Regions from separate parts of the Rattus norvegicus genome. Here region 1 is linked to region 2. The links are chromatin contacts, called in public Hi-C maps. All regions are on one chromosome and are shown on one strand. The core of a region is the stretch at or near the end of the contact, and the rest is flanking DNA. Distances in the headings are between cores, read along the strand shown. Region 1 overlaps Map3k3 (mitogen activated protein kinase kinase kinase 3). Region 2 holds the start of Map3k3 (mitogen activated protein kinase kinase kinase 3).

What was found. A called contact is a pair of places that touch in the nucleus more often than the background predicts.
Region 1: a contact with region 2 is called in a Hi-C map of Schwann cells, with 3 times the contacts expected there. The contact joins the enhancer-like site here to the promoter of Map3k3 in region 2. A contact is called at or near these places in 4 of 12 Hi-C or Micro-C datasets (the A7r5 cell line, Schwann cells, liver and 1 more).

What each region holds. Positions count from the first base shown.
Region 1 is chr10:91,567,372-91,570,071 of GRCr8, forward strand. The region is part of intron 6 of Map3k3 (mitogen activated protein kinase kinase kinase 3); the gene reads left to right. Among named protein-coding and RNA genes, the nearest start is that of Limd2, 23 kb to the right of the region's middle. Within about 2 kb of position 1,365, at least 38 of the 93 cell types and tissues checked have an H3K27ac peak or open chromatin away from gene starts, as enhancers often do. A contact at or near this core is called in Schwann cells, where this site is marked.
Region 2 is chr10:91,518,695-91,521,544 of GRCr8, forward strand. Map3k3 (mitogen activated protein kinase kinase kinase 3) reads left to right here and starts at 1,282. Exons shown (of 16, transcript NM_001107058.3): 1 at 1,282-1,574. The coding sequence starts at 1,571.

The DNA of each region.
Region 1 (2,700 bases), core at 115-2,614, 49 kb after region 2:
CAGCAAGTAATAAGGAGAAGGATAAGCTGAAAAAGAGAGGGAAGGCAAATAGACCATAGCTAGATATGTGGGCTTCAGCAGGGGATGCTTTGTGGAGTCTCGGACTGTGATGGTGAGAAAGGGAGAGAAACCTGGAATCTCTTGCAGGTAGAGGATGAATTCAGATGAAGGGAAAAGAGAAAAGCTGGAATTTTATTATAGCAATAGCTGGTAGTAGAAAGTCCAAACACTGTGTAGTATAAACTTCTAGTCCTGGGACAAGAATCCATGAGGTGGTTTCTGCTAATACATACTGAGAAAATAAAATTGTCTCCTTTCTTCACTCCAGAGGTTCTTTTTGCAGTAAATTTTGTGTACTAGGTAAGAATATAAAGTGTATGGTGATAGTAGCTGCTTTAAAATGGAAACATAGGTTGTTGCTAGTTTTCTATGGAATAAAAAGATCGAGAAGTATTTTTGCACAGCCTTATCCCATGTGAGCAGTTCAGGAAATGTTGCTTTCTACTGAAGAAGAAAAAGATTTGATTACTCTCCTATCTCATCTGTCCCCTAAAAGAGAAAAGGATTTGGAAATATCTCTTTGCATTTGCAGTGACCTGCACATTAACACTGACCCAAAGGCCTAGAAGTCCCTGTGGAGGCAACTTCCTGATTGTATCAGCTTCCTGATGAGGGTTCTCTGAGAAGAGTGAGAGGCTGCATTTCAGCCCTAAGTCAGAACACAAGTGAAAGAATCATCCACAGTCTAGGGAGACAGTTTGTTTCTGCTCAGCTTCTCTGGTTAAAGAAACTAACAGTAGATGTAGAGAGAGATCCTGTCTCAAAACAAAACAAAACAAAAAAACAAAAAAAAGAAACTGACAGTAACATAATCTGGGAAAAATTTTAACAGCTCACGCTTAAACCCTGGACTTTTCCATTTAGAATGCCTTCAGAGGAAGCTGCAGATAGGCTCTTCTGTGATGCTGGCCTGGGCCTCTTGATGTGGTTAGAGCAGCACAGTCAGCCCGGAGTATCAGGAAAGGCTATCCCATGGGAACTGCCTCCTCCCCCCCCTTCTCCTCCCACCAGTGAGTGCCCTCAAAGACTATGGAATCAGTGGTGCTTTGATAACAGAGCTTTGCACCTCCTGGCTTGCTCCTGGTCATTGCTGGTAAATATGTGACTGTCAAGTCTTGTAGCTCAGTGTCCAGCTATTTCTCTCACTTGCTCTCAACTGTTGATGCGCCTCCCATTGGCTCTCAGGTTTTGAAATGAAGATTAAAAACAAAACTGAAAATGCCCTGGAGCAGTCCTGCTGCCTCCTGCTGTTTCCATTTGCTTCCTCTGATAGCCACTGGTCTGGGGAGACTTCCCTTTCCTGCTCCAGGCAGTGGGCTGTGCACAATAGCCCCTGGCTCATCGCCCATCAGATAGCAAGGCTGGCTTTCTGTAGGCCGCAGTGTGGATTGGAAAAAGTGAAAGTCTCTGGCTGGAAATAAAAGCCCAGAAAACCTATGCTCTTACCACCCCCAACCAGGCCCTCCTGTGTCTGCAGCTGTGGCCCTGTGTGCTAGATTCATCCCAACTGCCAAAGCAAGGGGAAGCAGTATGCTAGTAGAGGAGGGAATGCTGTGGACAGTGTCAGATATTACCAACAAGAAAGGCTTTTTCCCTTCTAACTAATCGCTTGTAGGAGACCTTTTAAAAAATTTGTCCTAGGGGTTGGGGATTTAGCTCAGTGGTAGAGGAGCCCTGGGTTCGGTCCCCAGCTCCAAAAAAAAGAAAAAAATTGTTCTGAGTAAAATTATAGTATCTTTTTATTCTAGAGCACGCTAGAAAAGAACAATTGTAACTTGTTTCAGGAAAAGTAAAATTCTAGATTATGGAACCAGTGAGAGAGTGAGAGAAGCAGATTCTTATGCTCAAACACACAAGAGGCAAGGATCATCTAAGCATTTTTCAATGCAGCCCTGGCCATGCTGGAACTCACTTGTAGACCAGGCTGGCCTTGAACTCAGAGATCCAAGTGCCTCTGCCTCCTGAGTGCTGGGATTAAAGATGTGCACCACCGCCGCTTGGCATCTTAGCTGATTTTATTGCGCAGTGAGTTCACAGCAAAATATCCCTAAATTTATACTCAAAGCAGCTTCAGTTTCTATAGAGCTTTAAATACCTAGACAAACTGTCTCCTACAGGCTTCTGAGATCATTTCAATACCATGGCTCAGGTACTGACTTACTTCACTCTGCGATGGAGAGGTTGAGACAGTAAATATGCAAAATTCTTTGCCTATTTTCAATATAATATAGCTTTATGTCAGTCTTCTCATCTGAGACTATGTCCTTGGGTTGATGCTGTTGGGCTTCTGGAGTTGCCCCACAAACTACATGGACACCAGTCTCAATCAGACAGGGATAGTTTATTGAATGCACGTTCTAAGGCTGGTCGATCAGGGACATAGCTTGGACTTCAGGAACTGAGAGCTACTGCCTGGAGCATTTCTCTTTTTTTGTTTTTGTTTTTGTTTTTTTGTTTGTTTTTTGTTTTTTGTTGTTGTTGTTGTTGTTGTTGTTGTTGTTTTCCAGACCTGAGGACCGAACCCAGGGCCTTGCACTTGCTAGGCAAGCGCTCTACCACTGAGCTAAATCCCCAACCCCGAGCATTTCTTAGGGCGAGCTTATAAAGGCTGAAATTGCAAAACCCACAGTCAGCTCCTCC
Region 2 (2,850 bases), core at 32-2,531:
TTTCTGGAATCTGAAATATGTCACTGGAACAGTTCCAGAGAAAGAGAACCCACACTAATTCTGGTAGAGTTGGAATCTAAAGACTGGGTGTATAAATTGTTGAAACAATGGAGGTTGAAGAAGTTAATCACAATGCCCTTTTGAAAGATCGCACAGCCAGTACAATTGTTTTGAGACAATATTTCGTGGCACAGGAAACACAAATGTGTAAGCACACTACAAAACAATACGAAGTGGTTTTTTTTGTTTTTTTTTTTTTGTTTTTTTGTCAAACGTTGCATATCTAGGTAAGAAATAGATAAAACTATCTCTAGGGTTGGGATTTTCCTGCACTTTTAACTTTTCTTTTAAAAACGTGTCTCGATTTTATAACTCTGAGCAAAATTTGTCCAAGAACAACTTTAGCAGAACCCCGAATGTGGGGACCCACATTCCAGCACTACCCTAGCCTTTGGAGACGGAGGAATTAGATGTGCCCTCGGAGGTCTGAGACCCAGGGGAATGAGAAGTAACGAGATCGAGACCGTCCTCCTTCTAGTAAAATCCGCACGTAGAGCCGTGGGCTGCTTAGGGGATCGCGCGGCACAAGTGGCCTGGAAGCTCCGAGCCAAATCTTCTCCGCCCATTCCAGGCCAGACACTTCGCACCAGCAGGGGCCGAACACCTCAGCACCTCGAGGTCGCCGACAACCATAGGGCCGAAGGTTGTCGTATTCTGAGGGCCTCTACGCTTTTTCAAGGAGCCAGCCAGTGTAGCCGCTGAGGGGAACAGCGCCAGCCCGCGCGCCAGCCGAGGGTTCCGCAACTGAGTAGAGGGTTGTGGGCGGGGCTTCAAGCCGGAGCTGTGATTGGAGCAGATTGGCCAGAGAAGCCGAGAGCGCCAGCTAGTGATGCTCCGCGGCGGGTGCTCAGCGCTCTCTCTGTGATTGGCTAGGCGCGAGAGGACGGGCGCTGTCTGGGTGATTGGCAGGCTCTAGACAGCCCTCGGAAATCGCCTTGACTTCGCCCATTGGCATCCTGTAAGAGTAGGCGGGATTGGTCCGTCGTGATTAGCTGGCGGATGAGAGTGAGGGCGTTGGGAGAGAACGGGAGGAGGGGCGGGAGTATCTGACTTCCTCCTGGTTATTGGCTGGCAATGGGCATGGGGGTAGCGCCAAGGCCCAGCGGCTGTCTGCGATTGGCAGATGCTGGCATGAGTGACAGATTGCAAGGCTTGCTGCGCGCCCAGCGGTTTGTTTTTCGGAGCGTTCCTGAGGTGGAGAACAGTGGCCGGTCGGAGCTACTTCTGGACTTCAAGACTGGCAGGCGGGCCAGCCGAGTGGCGCCGCCGAGGCCGGGTTGGGCCGAGCCTGGGAGCGCCGGGGATGTAGCGGGCCACCCTGCTCATGCCACAGCGCCCGGCCCGGGCCGGAGCCGGAGCCTGGGGAGGCGGCGGGGGCCCCGAGCGCAGCCCACGGCCCCCGCGCGGAGCCAGGCCTGCCGCCGTCCCCGCCGCCTGCTCCCCCGGCATGCAGCCCCGGCTGCGGAGGTGACACTTCTGGGCTGATACCGCTGCCGCCGCCATCGCCACCATGGGTGAGTACCGCCACCGCCCCGGCCTGTGCCCGCGCTGCTTCGCGACGCTCCGCCCTGGGCTGAGGGGAGGAGGACCCTGGGCCGCTGCCTGACAGGCATGGACAGTTCGCCGGGCCCGGGACTGAGGACCGCGAACCGCTCGCCTCTTCGCGGCGCCGCGACCAGGGCTGTGATTCTGGCTACCAGGACCTTCCGGGGGTGCCCTACCGGCCAAACCCACTCGGCAGCTCTCTTTTCGGGCATGCGGCGGGCGCATCCCGGGGAGGGGTCTGCGGGACGGAGGCCCGTGCTCGGTCGGGCCGCCCACTCCGGTCCCCAGCGAGCTGGCGCGCGAGCTTGAGGGTGGGGGAGCCGGAGCTCAGTGTGGGGCCGGGGCTGGAGCCTGGTGCAGGCCCAGCTGCTGTTGTGTCTTTTCCTTGATTTGCTTTTTTTTTTTTTTTTTTTTTTTCCTGCCTGTGTCATTTCCTTCCCTTTGCTCACACTGTGAGTTCCCGGGGCTTTGCTCTGGAGCTCGGTGCGCTCCCCTGCGCAGGGGGGAGGGTATGCGGGGGATCCACTGCGACGCTATTCGACGCGGATCCCTGTTAGCAATAGCAGGCTTGAGAAATGCGAGCTGCGCTCCTCACAGATTACTGAAGTTAAGAATCGTTAAACGCTGTGGGTTATAACTCAGACCCTACTTTTGGAAAAAAATCCGGCTCTTATCCAGTGCTATCCCTGAAACTATGTAACTTTTGAAGGAGGCATTCGCTACATAAAAGAATCACTATGAAATCATTTCCTTTTTGTCAGTATTTGTAATTCTGCTGTGAAGATATAATCTAAGAAAAGTTTTTTAATGTCTTCTACACAGTATTTGAGCTGAATAAAATATATATTTCGCATAATTTTGGTATTTTACCAAAAGACTTGGACTTAGCTAAGGAATGTGTGACACTTTAAATATATTTTGCTTCTCCACTTGGGGAAGGTATTGTGATGCTCTTGTTCCTGGTCTCAATCAAGTTTTGCAAAAATATTTAGTATTATCTTAAATCAGAAAGGGATAAAATTCTCCTTCGCAGAAGCACTCATTGCTTGTTTGAGTGCGCCATATGAAGATGGAATGTTAATGCTTGTTTTGCCCTATAGTAAGCTCAAGTCATTTTTATAAGGGTTTAGTGGATGCAGTCGCACATTAGCCAGATACTCGATTGGAGCTCCTTACTCTGGCTTTAAATTAATTGCTTTATTCTTGCTTTGTTCTTTTTCACTCTGCCCCTCATACAGTATGGAG